Linked DNA regions of Mus musculus: region 1 is linked to region 2. The links are chromatin contacts, called in public promoter capture Hi-C maps. All regions are on one chromosome and are shown on one strand. Each heading gives the region's core, a stretch centred on a gene start, on an enhancer-like site or on the middle of the called end of the contact. The rest is flanking DNA. Distances are from core to core; before and after follow the strand shown.

Evidence for each region. Capture Hi-C pulls out chosen DNA fragments and counts their contacts.
Region 1: a contact with region 2 is called in a promoter capture Hi-C map of adipose tissue. The contact joins two enhancer-like sites. A contact is called at or near these places in 1 of 15 datasets of contacts at CTCF or cohesin (the NIH/3T3 cell line), 3 of 484 Hi-C or Micro-C datasets (embryonic fibroblasts, nephron progenitors and uterus) and 3 of 9 other capture datasets (adipose tissue, liver and pancreatic islet).

Annotation. Positions count from the first base shown.
Region 1 is chr10:86,265,016-86,272,394 of GRCm38.p6, forward strand. All of the region lies in intron 6 of Syn3 (synapsin III), which reads right to left. Among named protein-coding and RNA genes, the nearest start is that of Timp3, 32 kb to the right of the region's middle. Within about 2 kb of position 5,611, at least 37 of the 459 cell types and tissues checked have an H3K27ac peak or open chromatin away from gene starts, as enhancers often do. A contact at or near this core is called in the NIH/3T3 cell line, adipose tissue and embryonic fibroblasts, where this site is marked.
Region 2 is chr10:86,059,606-86,066,961 of GRCm38.p6, forward strand. Syn3 (synapsin III) reads right to left here. Exons shown (of 14, transcript NM_013722.3): 11 at 5,191-5,325; 12 at 4,357-4,444. Among named protein-coding and RNA genes, the nearest start is that of Gm51812, 5.8 kb to the right of the region's middle. Within about 2 kb of position 5,521, at least 59 of the 459 cell types and tissues checked have an H3K27ac peak or open chromatin away from gene starts, as enhancers often do. A contact at or near this core is called in the NIH/3T3 cell line, adipose tissue and embryonic fibroblasts, where this site is marked.

The DNA of each region.
Region 1 (7,379 bases), core at 4,361-6,860, 210 kb after region 2:
CTTCAGAAGGGTCTCAGAAAAGGTTTTCTTTCATATAGCCAGGTCCCTACACCAAAGGACTCCACAATAGGCAGTTATGCTTGATAACCTATGGCTTCCCAGGTCCACTGAGATTCACTGGCTTCCCCATTTGCAGAAGAAACTCCTAGCTTCCAGCACCTAAGGTCCCTAGATGACTTTTTCATTTTCATCAGTTGAGTCATCTATAAAGCTCAAGCATTTAAAAGCATCTTTATTCTTGAGCATCTTCTTGAGCCAGACATGTATAGTGAATACATCACATCTTTCATCCACTCACTCATTCAGCAAGTGGCCTGAGGGTTACCCAGGGCCAGGTGCTCTTCCAGGCCTTACCCATAGAGGAGTGAGCAAGGGAGTTTGCCCTCTGGGAGCCTGAATTCTAGTGTAGGACTATATCCTATTTTCTGGATGAGAAGCTAGAGGTACAGAAAACACTGTGGATGTCAGAGTGGTGACTTAAACACGTGTGTATCTAACACCTTTAAAAGCTGATTCTTTAGACCGTGTCCTTTCTTGCCACCTGTTGAAGGCCATAAATCATGTCGGGACACCTCTTTCCAGACCCTGGAAGCCTCTTTGATTCCTTGGCATTTGTTCTGATTCTTAAAATTTCATCTCTCAGTTTACCTTATCATAATGCATACCCTATCATATATATATATATCAATGTATGTTCTGATGTGTGCACATATTTTGGAATGATCACAATCTTCAAGCTAATTAAGAGATCCACCACCTCACACAAGTGTTGAAATATTAAAAATCTTACGGTTAGGGACAAATGAAGAAAGTAAGCTGAACACCAGTGTTCATGTCTTTCCTCTTCCTGACCACAGATGCAACATGACCTTTTGCTCCTGCCATAATGGAGCGGAGTCTCAAGCCATGAGCCAAAAGAAATCCTCCCTCCTTACATTACTTTTGTCACGAATGTGGTCACAGCAATGAAAGAGGGAACTAATACACTCAGTAGATATCAAGTTATCCATAGTCTTTTACTAACTGGTCATGTGACCACATGTCAGGTGACAACACTATATGCATCTTGTATAATTGGCAGGCTCTTTCCTTAAGGTCTTTTCATAGCCCTCTCCTCTGAGAAGCCCTGTAGGATCTACTCATCTCTGAACAGGGAGAGGTGCACCTCTCTGGCTTTTCCTCCCAACATTCTCAGGTTCACAGCCATTGATGGAGTTGCTTGACCCCCTTCTTTGACAATTACCTCCTCTAGAATGTGGGTCCTATTCACAGGGCTGTGTGTCCTTGGATCTGAACTGTCAATGTGTAGACAGGTTGCTGATCATGCTCTGAGCCACTTGGCTCAGCCTCCCTTGTCCTGAGAACTCTTTGATGCTGAGCTAGGCAAATGGGCAAAGAGAGTCACCTAAAGGAAACTTTTGATTCCTGTTGACGTCAGTATGAATGGGTTTCCTAGGGTGTAGTGAATGGGGAAGAGCTGACAACTGAAGGCTCTAAAGGCAAGAGGGCTGACAAATTGGAACTTTGGGAAGGGGTTACCCCATGACCAGGGATGTTTTCTCCTTCCCCTTCCCATATTTTGCCAGTCATCAATTCCTAGACTATGAAATCTCAAAGCCATTGAATCACTTCTTCTGAAAACACAGTCCTCCACCCATTGAAGGCTTGGCTCAAGAACAAGATAAGCAGGGTGTGTTGGGATTCATTGATGTGGTTCCCCACATCCACTTACTTTGACTTACATCACAAATTCCAGCACATCATCAAATGTATACTCTCAACTAGTCTTTGCATCGTCCTCACTGGCTGGATCAGAAGTTGACTTGACGGTCAAGGCTCCTGGTCCTGTGGTACCAGACTAAGTGGAAATTCTTTCCTTGGCTTCTCAGGAGAGAATGGCTTTGGGTGAGGGATAGAGAAGCCCCCAGAGAGTTTTACTGTCTTAGTTATTTTTATCTCCAGGGATCCTAGAGCTGGCCCAGTAAAGGGAAGTGGAAATTCTCTGGAGTAATCAGGAACTCCTAACCTTTCAGCAAGAATACTGTGGAGACTCAGCCTCCACATTTCCATCTTTTCTCCAACTTTTTCTGTGACAGAAGGCTAGGGAGCAGAGTAGAGGTTGGGGGTTGGTCTACAGAAGTCAGAGAAGGTAGGGAGGATAGAAGAAGAAAACTAACTTCTAGCATGTACTGAGAACCACTAAGTTACAATACTTTTAGAAGTGATACTTGATGAGTCTAACACCCTAATGATGTAGGATGTTTGAAATTCTGATTTCACTGTGGATAAATCTAAGGCCTAGAGAAATAAAATAGCCTTCCCAAGATGGTGTCTTCCATTCATACCAATGAACACTCTTATCACTCCAAGACCTAAGGTGTCAATTGTCCCAGAAGGACTCTTAGGGTCCCTCAAAAATGATTCAGAGCTACAGTCTGTTACATTGTAAGACACCCCCCACCCCAGTTATCATCTGAGAGGATCCCTTTATGGTCCAGAAACAAAGGCCAGGGAGGTTTGGTTGGCTTTCAACATCGAGATAAGGCAGAACCAAGATTTGAACTCAGGTCTTTAGACTCCTGCTACAGTGCTTCCACTCTTCTGGCCTCAGCAGAAGCCTACGGAAAAACTTGTCTCCATTCTGTTATGGTGCCTCTTTATCTACCACAGTAACATCACCTTCGTCTCACACTCAATGTCCTCTTCCTATAACCAACATCTACTGGGCTGACATGGAACTCAGGAGAATAGCATGTGGTTAGTGTGTCTGGGATTCTGTCCTCAGTACCTATAGGAAAATTCTACAAATAACTTATGATGCTTCTTGAACTGTGTGAACATCACTTTACTGCAAGAAAAATCCACAGTTATCCACCTGCATGATTTTTAGTAAAAATGGCACATATCATTGATTGTGATAGGAGAAATAACACGATAAAATAACATACATTTCTATTTCCAAATACTTTCCCATAACACCACTGGAAGACATAATGAAATGGATTGATGCTTGTGCTTACGGGTAGAACAAGCATACACCCACGGGGTGAATGTGGGCTGAGTGAGGTGTTTCATTAGTAGCTTAAATTCCAGAAGTTGGGTCAAAGTTAGTGATGTGAAATTTTTAAAAACTGATCAACACTTCCTGGCAATTATTTCAAAACAAACAAACAAGCCGGAGTGATGCCTTGCCTTGATTCACATGGTGGCTGCATTGTGTGGAGGAGGTGAATACTGAAAGTGTTCTGAGTTAAATTGAATATGATGTGAGGTTCTAGACTCAGTTAATGAGGCTTCACGGGGATCAGGGCAGATCTTGGCTATGCAGACTTACTTGTGTATATTCTTGGTCTCTTTCTCTGAGATTCCTGCATTAGTCCATTTCATGTTGCTGTAACAAAATCATTGAAGCTGCCAATATATAAACAAGTCTTGCTACCCAGCTTGCTCTCTGGCCTCCAAGGCTGGAGCTACAGGTAGGCAGGCTACTAGGCATGTGAATTTCTGGGTTGTAAATTCTGCATCTCGCACTTGTGAGACAAGCACTTGAATCACTAAGCCACCTCTCCAGCCCTTCTATTTCAGATGTGACTCATATTTTGATTTTATAATGGTCACTGCTGAGAATGCTATTTTGCATAAATACATGGTATAAAATGGTAGAAGAATGGTTACAGCCATTTCAGAAATTGCTAGAAAGTTTTGCCTAATCCCAAGATAAAACTCCATCCGAATATTTTTTTAATGAAACTCATGTCAGAAACTAAAGCAATAATTTTAAAAATCAAACATTCTAACAGAACACAATCCAAAGATATATTAATTTGATACTTGCATGTTAAGGAGTGGAGGAAGGAAAGTATTATGTCTTTGTTTTCTAAAATTAAATCAGGATTTTTTTCTCTTATAGAAATGTGCAGTAAAAACATCACAGTTCATAACATGTGGTGGTCTCAAACCTGAGCTGTGTGAGGCATTTCAGTGGGAAGTGCCCATGCTGTATGTTTGGAACCAAGACTGCAGTGAAGTCATGAAATGTAACACAGGTAGACGCGTCAGGCTTCCTGGGTGGTTAACAATAGTGTTTGACAATTACATGTTTAGAAACATTTATGCTTGTCATGTTTTAAAGTCTTAGAGGTTGGAGTCTAAGCTAAACTCTCCCTTCATTCTATGACCTCTGCCCAGCAACTCAGGAGATGAGAGAAACAAGGGCTCCCAAGCACTTTCCCCTAAACAATACCATGAAGTCCCATCCTCACAATAGGCAAGTTGTTAGGCAGATTCCCCAAGAGAGAAACAAGAAAACAGGGCTCAGACATGATCAGCAACTTAACTTTCCCTAGATCTTCGAGTGACTATGAAGTCGAGCCTTCATGATGGCATGTCCTACCATGGAAGGACAGATTGCTAGAAAGTCCATTCAGGCCACCCTATGGTACTCCTGGCATGTCCACACCAGCTTCTGAGGTTCATCACTTCTTACTGAGGTTCATCAGGTTTTAGAAATGAGCCTCATCACCCAGTGAGAGGAGAGGTGTTAAAACAAATGGGGAGAGAGGATAGGAAATGTGTCAGAATGGCTCTAATGTCCTAGATCTTAATAATCCTAAGTTTGGAACTGAGGTGATGGATGAATGTTGTGCTACAGAAGATCTTGAGTGGGCTCCATTCAGGGGAAGACATTGATGTGATGACCCAGGAGACCTCAAAACTGGCCAAGTAGTTGAGACAAGGGTCAGAGATACCTGGCATAATGGATATTGAAGGCCCACCAAATGCTCCTCTGAATGTCCTGTTTTATCTCTCAGCCCTTTTGACCTAGCAGGGATGCCCTCAAGGTATATGGGGTCCAGGAGCTCACCCATGCAAGGGCAGCATCTAAAAATCAGGAGGTGGAGTGTTGGGGTCTATTCAATTCAACAGCCGGTGAAATACTCCATGGAGCAATGTGGCTATGACTGTAGCCTTCACTCTTCCTCTAAGCTTCCATGAGTCCCAGTTCTGGTCTCTGCAGCTGCCCCAACTTCATTTGCCAAATCTTCAAAGCTGGGGGCTTGGACTTGGGGATCAGATGAGCTCTCTGTCCTGTTCTTTGCATGAAGGGGAAGAGTCAAGGGAAAACTGGCACAGGGGAGAGAAACAAGAGGTAGCCCCACGGAAACTACATGCTGGAGTTACAAGAAGGAGTGGGTGAGCCCCAGAGGAAACCAAGCAAATTCACAAGACCTCAGGCACATGGGCAGGTCATTTTACTTGAGAGGAAGGAGGAGGAGGAGGAAGAGGACATTGAGGTCAGTCTCCTCAGAAACTGTGGAACATGGACAGCTTGTTCCTCATCCCCTCTCTAAGGAAAGGAGTGTGTGTGCCTCTGGAATAAAGGACAGTCCCAGAGAGACTGTCGACAACTCCTCGGTGATGACAGATGCTTTGTGTCAGAGGAGGAGGTAACACAATTCCTTTTGAGGAAGATTCCCTTCCTCCGCTTATTTATTTACTTTTGCTGAATGATTCAGTGATTCAACCTCAAAACCAGTCTCCAGAGGAAGGCAGGAAGAGCCCAGCCCTCAAACACCAGTGTCCCTGTGAGGTTTTGCTCTGTGGAACTTTCCTTAAAAATAACCACATCAGGAGACTGTCAGGGCAGAGGAACTCTCAAACCATCCTGTGGGGCTCATGAAGGACTCAGCAGCCTGGAATGGGGATCCTTCGGGAGTCTGGCCAGAGTGTGTTTTCTCCACAGAGACAGTATGGATTGTGAGGGGAGGGGTCTGGACATCAGATTTGCAATCTCAGATACCAGAGGGTATCATATCCCAAAAGAAAGAATAGACAGGGAGTCTGAACTGGGAAAGGGGGTGTGTCTCAAGTGAGTGCTACCATGATTACCCAAGAGGCCTAGGAATTGGAACCTTTTTTGCTTTGCCCATGTTATGTTTCTTTAGGCTGTACAATACGCCAATTCTCAACACAACGGTATTGGCTCCTTTATTTCTGTGTGAACAGCAACCATTCAGAAATAAATCTCTTTGTTATAATGCATCGAGCTTAGAAATGGGCCAAGAAGACAAAAGGTTGGAATGAATGCAATGTCAGATTGAAAATTACTTTAGCAGACCTGGCTGGATGCTATGTCCAATTGGATGCGTTAAGCTTTATAGATCTTGAATGGGTCGCTCTTCTAAGGACATGAAGACTCCTGGTAAGGAAAGCCTAATGGCTGTACCCATGAAGAGAGGAGCAAAGGAAAAATGAACAGGACAAGGCTGGGTGCAGCTTGGCACCATAGTCACAAGGACTGAGGAGCATGTTTTGGTCTTCCACCTCTTGGTTAGATGATCTAGGCTATGTCAACTCTTGTGTCTCTGAGCCTCATTATGCTTGTATGAAAGGCGAAGAAAATGCTACTCACCTCCAGAGCCTGTTGAGAAAAAGAGTAGTAGTTGGTAAACCAGAAGGCCTAGTCAAACTGAGATATTCTACTTCTGGACACGTAGGAGCAATGGCACTAACCTCATAGTTACTCTTATGCTGTTGTGGCTACAGTGGCAGTAGAAAGCATCAGCACTCTTCTCAGAACTTTGAATGTGTAAGCTATACAAACACAATCTTATTGTAAAAGGCAAAAACATGTTTAGTAAATCCATAAAGTAATTATTATTTTTTGTATTTGTATATACCATGTGTACTAGCTAGTTTTGTGTCAACTTGACACATCTGGAGTTATCACAGAGAAAGGAGCTTCAGTTGAGGAAATGCCTCCATGAGATCCAACTGTAAGGCATTTTCTCAATTAGTGATCAAGGGGGATAGGCCCCTTGTGGGTGGGACCATCTCTGGGCTGGTAGTCTTGGTTCTATAAGAGAGCAGGCTGAGCAAGCCAGGGGAAGCAAGCCAGTAAGAAACTCCATGGCCTCTGCATCAGCTCCTGCTTCCTGACCTGCTTGAGTTCCAGTCCTGACTTCCTTGGTGATGAACAGCAACATGGAAGTGTAAGCCCAATAAACCCTTTCCTCCCCAACTTGCTTCTTGGTCATAATGTTTGTGCAGGAATAGAAACCCTGACTAAGACACCATGGGAATTCATTTAACCTTCACAAGAGAACATCTTAACTGGAATATTGCCTCCAGCAGATTGGCTTTTTGGCATGTCTGTGGGGCATTTTCTTGATTGCTAATTGATGTGGGAGGACCCTGCCCACCACGGGTGGTGTCATCCCTTCCTAGGCAGGTAAGCCTGATCTGTATGAAAAAGGCTGAATGTGAACCAGGAAGTAAGAACCAGCAAACATCATTTCTTCCTTGGTTTCTGCTCCAGACCATGAGTCCCTGCTCTGACTTCCTTCCACGCACAGACAAATAAGTTGTTTCTTTTCTTC
Region 2 (7,356 bases), core at 4,271-6,770:
GGGGCTCAGTAGGGCAGTGAATACAGAGTTTGGTACTATTTGGTTTTTTTTTGGTTTTGGTTTTTAGAGACAGGGTTTCTCTGTATAGCCTTGGCTGTCCTGGAACTCACTCTGTAGACCAGGCTGGCCTCGAACTCAGAAATCCGCCTGTCTCTGCCTCCCGAGTGCTGGGATTAAAGGCTGTGCCACCACGCCCGGCTTTAGTACTATTTGTAAGTATGGTATTGTCAGGTTGGAGGGGAGGAGGGCTACGTGTGTCAGAAGGGTTGCTAGTGACAACCATGAAGAGCAATCTATTAGTCTATTAGAATTGTTTACAAGACAGCAGGTATTAATAGTAAGAGCCGTGTAGTTGTTATTAATCGTGACTTACTAGTGAGAGCTGAAGTCCTCCAGATACCACCTCTTTGCTGGATCCCTTTCTAATGGCCGTCATCGTTAGCTTATATGCTTGGAAGCGGTTATTTCTTTCATTGTCACGAGGAACTTGAGCTTTGTCAGGGGCGTTATCACTTAGCTAAACCTGAAAGGTGGTGAGACCAGGACTGGACTGAACGTATCTACTCCTCCAGAACGTGACTGTTCACTATACAGGGTTTGCTTTAGTTTGTGTCTAAAAGGCCCCCAAAGCTCTATGTGTGAGGGGCTTCATCCAGGTTTGTGTCACTCTGGGGATAAAGTAGAAGGGCCAGGGCTTAATGGAAGGTAGGTCACTGAGCACATGACCTTGAAAGGGTGATGGGGGCCTAAGCCTTGTCTCTCTGTTTCCCTGTTTCCACAAGTAAACTGTCTTCTTCTATGACATGTTTCCACTGCTGTGAGTACTGTGTCATCACTGGCCCCAAACAAAGGGTCATGTGATTCAACCTCTGAAACAGGAGCCCAAACAAAGCTCTTCTTTTTAAGTTGGTTTTGGGTATTTTGTTACGAGGGGAAGCTGACCTCATGGTAGACTCCTGCAATCTCCCTTTGTGAAATTCTTCCTGCTTTCCCTGGGGCGGATGGTGGGCGTAGCATAGACAGGGAAAGTGGGTGGGCAAGCCCTGTATGGGGCTAGCAGGTTTCTGTCCACACAATTACTGCTGCTGTTCTTTATTGTAAAGGGATCTGAGTTATTCAAACTGTGAAGACTTGTCACTAGAGAGAATAAAATACATTTTTGGAAGAAAGACTCTGAAATAACTGGGGAGGCTAACTCTGGACTCCAGAATGCACACAGTTTTGGGTATGTTATTATATGCCAACCCTCTGCCCCATGCTCCTTGTCCATGTGTGTGTGTGTGTGTGTGTGTGTGTGTGTGTGTGTGTGTGTGTATGTGTGTGTGTGCTTGTGCACATAGCTGTATGGGTACAAACTTGCCTATGGAGGTTAGAGGTCAAAATTTTTCTTTTTTAAGACTGAAACTCTCCAAGTAGGCTAGTTGACAAACTAGCTTCAAAGATTCCCCCAGTCTCCACCTTTCCAGCTCTAGGATTACAAGCACAGTGCCACACCAAGGGGTTTGTTTGTTTGTTTGTTTCATTTGGTTTTGAAATGTGAGATCAAAACTGTCTCCTCAGCGTTCCACTCGCCCTTTTGAGACAGAATCTCACACTGTAGCCCAGGCTGGCCTGACATTGCACTCACTGGTAGCCCAGGCTAACCTCAAATCCACAGCAGTCCTCCTACCTCAGCTTCGTTTATGCTGGGATTACAGGTGTGACTCATCATGCCTTGTTTGTTATATTCAGAGAAGAGTATTTGATCACAGATATTGAGAATTAAAGTGCCACCTAATTGGTATTTTAGGCCATGGTTAAATATAATTTTGATTACTGGGTATACATTTAGAGTATACAGGGTGGGAGGCAGTCAATTTCAAAGGCATTTATATGAGAAAGGAAGTTAATCTGGAGGGTTATGCTAAATAAATAAAGTAACAGGGAAAAGAAGGAAGATGTTGTAAGCTATTTCATCACACTATGAACCCCAAGATTGTGCTGTTTACTGGAAAAACCATGTTTCTAGTTGTGGTGTGGTTTAGCCTTAGAGAACACTTTTAATTCCTCTGGCTGGTATACAGACAGGTCCTTAATATATACCTTTAATCCCAAACATGAAGGTAAAGTTAGTTTCTAAAAGGAAGCACCCATGTTTGAAAGTGAAGTCTAATTGAGTAGCAGACAAAGTGATGAATCAGAGAAAGATTTGACAGAATAGGATATGCCAACTCTCACAAGGAAAGAGAGGCTACCTAAGGAAGAGCAGGGAGAGAGAGAAAAGGGAAGGGGCATCACCCTAGTTCTGTCATCACCTTGTTCTCTCTTTTACAGAGAGAGGTTGAAGAGAGAACAAGGTGATGACGGAACTAGCCAGAGAGTGAAAAGAAACCAGAAGATTAGAACACATTGCCAAAGTTAGTATGAAGCCAAGCAGAGCAATTCAGGAGAAGGCAAGAGAAGCCAGATTGAATCAGTCAGCTTGGAGAGGAATTTGAACCAGATAGCTGAGTTGAATTAGCCAGCCAGAAATCAGAAAGAACTAGAAAGGGTGAATATATTCATCAGCAAGTCCCAGATGCTGAAAAACATTCTAGGAGTAGATTGTACAGAAGCTAGAAGCTTCCAGGACTAGGCGGCCTAGGTTAGCAGACACAGGCAGTGAGCCTCTGAGACAAAGTTGCTTTTACAGGAAGGAGAGAGAGAAGGCTGAAAGGGATGAAGGCAGGGAGGGAAGGAAGTGGGAGCTGTGTTTCCTAGAGCTGTGGAAGAGGAAGCCATCTGTCACTTTAATAGAAGTGACTAGAAAGTTCAGGACAGAATGGAGGAGACACCTTCTGTCAAGACCACAGGAGATCATCTGCCTTGGCATTCCCATGGCAAGCTGTTCTGAAGCCCCAGCTGGCTCAGAGCAGCGGAGCTGAGCACCCTCCTCTGCTGCAAGAGACATGCTTGTAGGTACTCCTCTTGAGCCCTTTCGTGGGAGAGCCTTCCTCCAGGAGGTCTTTAGCTATTCTCCTGACACCCCCGCCCCTTCCCCTCACTTCTTGTGGTCCTTCCTGTATCCACCCCCTATCAAGCAGCAACTCTTTTGAGGAATAATGTTGGCAGCTGAGGGTATAATGTTAGGAGTTTCTTTTATCTTTCTCACTCTAGCTGCTTGGCTCACAAATGTATACTCAGGCACCACTAGTGGCTAGAAATAACATTTCCCAGAAGGCTTAAAGGTCCAGGCTTGTAAACCAGCCATCTTCTCATTGTGCCTTCCTGGGCAAAGCTTCAACTTCCTACTGGGGAACAGGGAAACCCTAACGCTTCCTCTACAGAGCAGTAGGGAGGACGAATTCCAGTGTAGAAGGGAGTGGCCCCAGCACAGGGGCTGACAGGTTAAATACTTAGCAATCCTTCTGTTCTCTCTTTCCAACTCCTTCCCTGACCTCAGGAGGACAGCATCCCTCCTAGGGTCCTCATCATGTAGATGGAGGGAGTATACACAGTAAGGATAAAGCACCAGGATGGATTGTCTAGACCAGCAGTTCTCATGGATCGTGGCCTCGTGTGTGTGTGCGTGCGTGCATGAGTGTGTGCGTGCGTGCGTGTGGTCAACCCTTTCACAGGGATTGCCTAAGACCACTAGAAAACACAGATCTTTACATTACACTTCATAACAGTAGCAAAATTAGTTATGAAATAGCAACAAGCATAATTTTGTGGTTTAGAATTACCACAACACGAGGAACTGTGTTAAAGGGTTGCAGCACCAGGAAGGTAGAGAACCATTGTCTCCAGCAATGCACTTTTATTGATTTAATTATTATTTAGTTGCTCTGTGTAGGTACACACCCTTGGATGTACACGTGGAGGTTAGAGGACACTGAGTGTCTTTCTCTATTGCTTCCTACCTTACTCTAGCCCAGTGGTTCTCAACCTTCCTGATGCCGTGACCCCTTAATCTAGTTCCTCACATTTCAGTGACCACCTTGCTACTTTATAACTGTAATTCTGCTACTATTATGATTCACAACGTATATGTCTGATATGCAGGATATCTGATATGCAACCATAAAGGTGTTATGACCCACAGGTTGAGAAACACTGCTTTGGACAGCATCTCTTGTTGAGCCTGAAGCTGACCATTTGAGCTAGACTAACCCGTTAGCCAGTTCCCAAGAACTGCCTGTTTCTCCCTTCCTCCAGTGCTGTAGCTACAGGCATGTTTGCCTATGCCCAGCTTGTTACTTGTGTGACGGGGATTTGAACTCATGTCTTCATGCTTGCACAAAAGGAGTTCTTCTCACTGAGACACCTCACAGTCCTCTGCACTGCATTTCAATGTTATTGAAAACAGTGTCTCTCTGTGGCTGACCTGTGGCTTACCTTGTGGAGGTGGCCTTGGCTGGGGCTGTCCTAGTAGAGGTCCTAGCTGGCCTTGCCCTGGAGATTTTGCAGGTTTAGTCTGTGGACCCTAGAGCAAGAGAAGAGAAATGATGCCAGTGGCTACAGTATTTCTGGTGGGAGGCTAAGCCTTATATAAGCCTTAAAAAAATCACCGATGTAAAATCCATGATGCGCAATTCTTCAGTGTAGCTCATGATAGATTTTTAGAATAGATTTTTAGGATGCTGCAAATGCCTCCCCCCGCCCCCTGGCTCCCAACAGCCCCTTGAGTTTAACTACTTTCCCCCTGTCTATGAAGAGATGAGTTTCTGTGGAATAAGGAGGGGCTGGGGTTGGGGGCAAGATTTGAAACTTGCTTTCCCAGAAGGCTAGCAAGCTGGTAAACTTTTGAAGACTGGTCTGGTAGTCCCTGCTAAGGCCTGAGCAGTGTGTGTGTGTGTGTGTGTGTGTGTGTGTGTGTGTGTGTGTGTATTGTGAGATTGCTGGTTTGGGGGGTGGGGAAAACTGAGACACAATAGTTTCTATTGACCTGTGCACTGGGGACATAGGGCATCTGTGTACAAGTATTCTTGCACACACCTCTGCTCAGGTCCAACATGGGAACACAGAGATGAATGTTGCTAACAATCTGTCTAAAGGCTGATGGGACAGTTTTCTTCCTAGGGAATATGAGGCTCTGAGAGGGCCCCTGCAAGGCCCTTCCTGCCTCTGTCCCCAACCCATTCTACATGATGCCAGCCCGGGGTTATCTCCTTTGGATCCTAGGGGCTTTCATTCCAGAGCCACTATTCTTTGTTCTCAAGAGAACCTTACCCAAGGTCTCAGAGGTGAGGGCACCGTGGCCCCTGGCACCAGGAGTTGGCTCATCTTGGAAACGACAAGGTCAGCCATTAGCTGCTTGTCTTCTTCCACGTGTTCTCCAATCAGGGGCATTGAACTGTCCATGACCTAGTGGGGAGGGAGCAAAGGAGGCTGAAGGACCCTGAAGAGGGCTTCAGATTCCAGGAATGTTGACACTGGGCTCAACACAGAATGACCACTAGATGGCAATGTCCTCCATGCAAAGTGCCCAGCTGGGTCCTTCCTGATGTCTGGGCTCCCTCCCTGGATTCAGTTCAACTCAGCCTCCACAAGCTGGAGTCCAGCAACGTGACTGGGGCCAGGAAGCATGTGTTGACCTTTTCTGTACTTTTCTTTGGGGCGTCGGTCTCCACCCCCTCATTTCCCAACCCCTCATTTCCCACTCCACCGTCCTCCCAGGGCTGGGGCTGGCCCTCTCTCTTCTGGCCCAAGGTTAAAGATGTCCTCAGAACTGGGAACTAGTGGGGGCTCAGTTATAACAACAACTAAAAATTTGACACAGGCTGGAAGTGACCCAGGGTTAACAGAGAAGACAAAAGAGGAAAGACATTTGTCTCGGGGCTCCTGGCAGGACACAGGCCTAAAATGAAATTCTCCTTGGAAATCAGCTGTCCTTAAGGAAGAAGGGGTGGCATTATGGGAGGTCATGTTGGTCAGTCTACTTTTGGAGTAGAAGGGGAAACTGAGGCTCAGAGATGTGAGTCAGTTGATCACTAGGTATCAGCAGCTGATGGTCTAAAGGGAACATAAAGTCTTGATAGACCTGTGACAAGGCTGTGTTCACCACCTCTTTCCTCTACTGTTGGAATCCAGTCTTCCCCTGTCTGTCACCTGATTCACCCTGACAAACCCACTCTGCCCCTTGCTCAGCTCTGGGGTCATTGGATATTCTCACTGCCAGACCCTGTACCCAGGTCTCTCTGCCCACCCCTCTCCTGGCTAACTCCTTATCCATCATGAAACACCAAGTCTGCCTTTCCTCCAGAAACCCTTCAGGACCCAGGAGCCCCTCTGTACCCATGTCTTTGCTGAGCTCACTCAACTGTCCCATTGGAGGGCTTTGTCCCAGAATTATCATTGGCCATGTGTACCCACAGAGTCAGGGTGGCCTGTGTCCTGAGGTGGGTGGGGGGAAGTTCTTGCAGTAAGCTCTGTTCACCATGGGAGGGCTTGACAGTACAGTGTCACCGAGCACTGGTGATATATGGGATACTATTCTAAGAACCAGGTATAGATGACGTCAGCACTATCTTCAGGTATCACTTTGCTGGGCTGGAGATGTGACTACAGTACTCACTTTGCATGCTAGGGGCTTCCACCCCTAGCAGCCATGACTCCAACATTCAGGAGGCAGAGACAGGGGCCATCAGAGGTTCAAGGTTTTCCTACATATTGAATTTGAGGGCAGCCTGGGCTACATGGGACCCTATCTCAGAGTGAGTCTTCGAGGATTTTTACTGTCTCCTCATCAGTGGTGAGGAGACAGAGAGTTCTATAGCAGCAGGGACCTCCTAAGCAAGCACTGGGCAGCTCTGACGTCACATGAGGCAGCCAGGGTTCCAGGCCTGTGTTCTGCTGTGAACTTGCCTGGGGGAAGTCTCTTGTCTTTTCCAGGTCTATTTTCTGTCAACTGTAAATTAAGGGTTCAGGCGGCTGCTAAGACTCTCCTGACTGTGACTTTCAGGGGATTTTGAGTACAAGCACCTGGAGTGCCTCAGAAATTGAAAAGCAAACTAGGGTGTGGGTATGGATTCCAGAAGGGCCTGTAAACTGTCCCTAAATGGATCCCTCTGGGGTCACGGGCAGTCTCCAGCAGCAGTTACAAAGGTGCTTGAGTCTGTCCCCAATGCTCCCGGGCTCCCAGCACCCTGCCTGTCCCTCTTTCCTTTAACCTTACCCATTGTTTTCTGCCCCGGATCAGTCTCTACATTCTCTTCGGAGAAATGGAAAATGGCCGCTACAAGGAACCTGAAGTCAAGAACTGGAATCCCCAACAGTGGACACACTCTCCCCAGGGAAACATTGTTTCCCAGTGAGCAAGGTCATTCCCTGGGCCAGATCAGAGAGGAAGAGGTCCCGGGTGTTTCCCCTGAGCACCCTCACAAATGTGTCACAAGT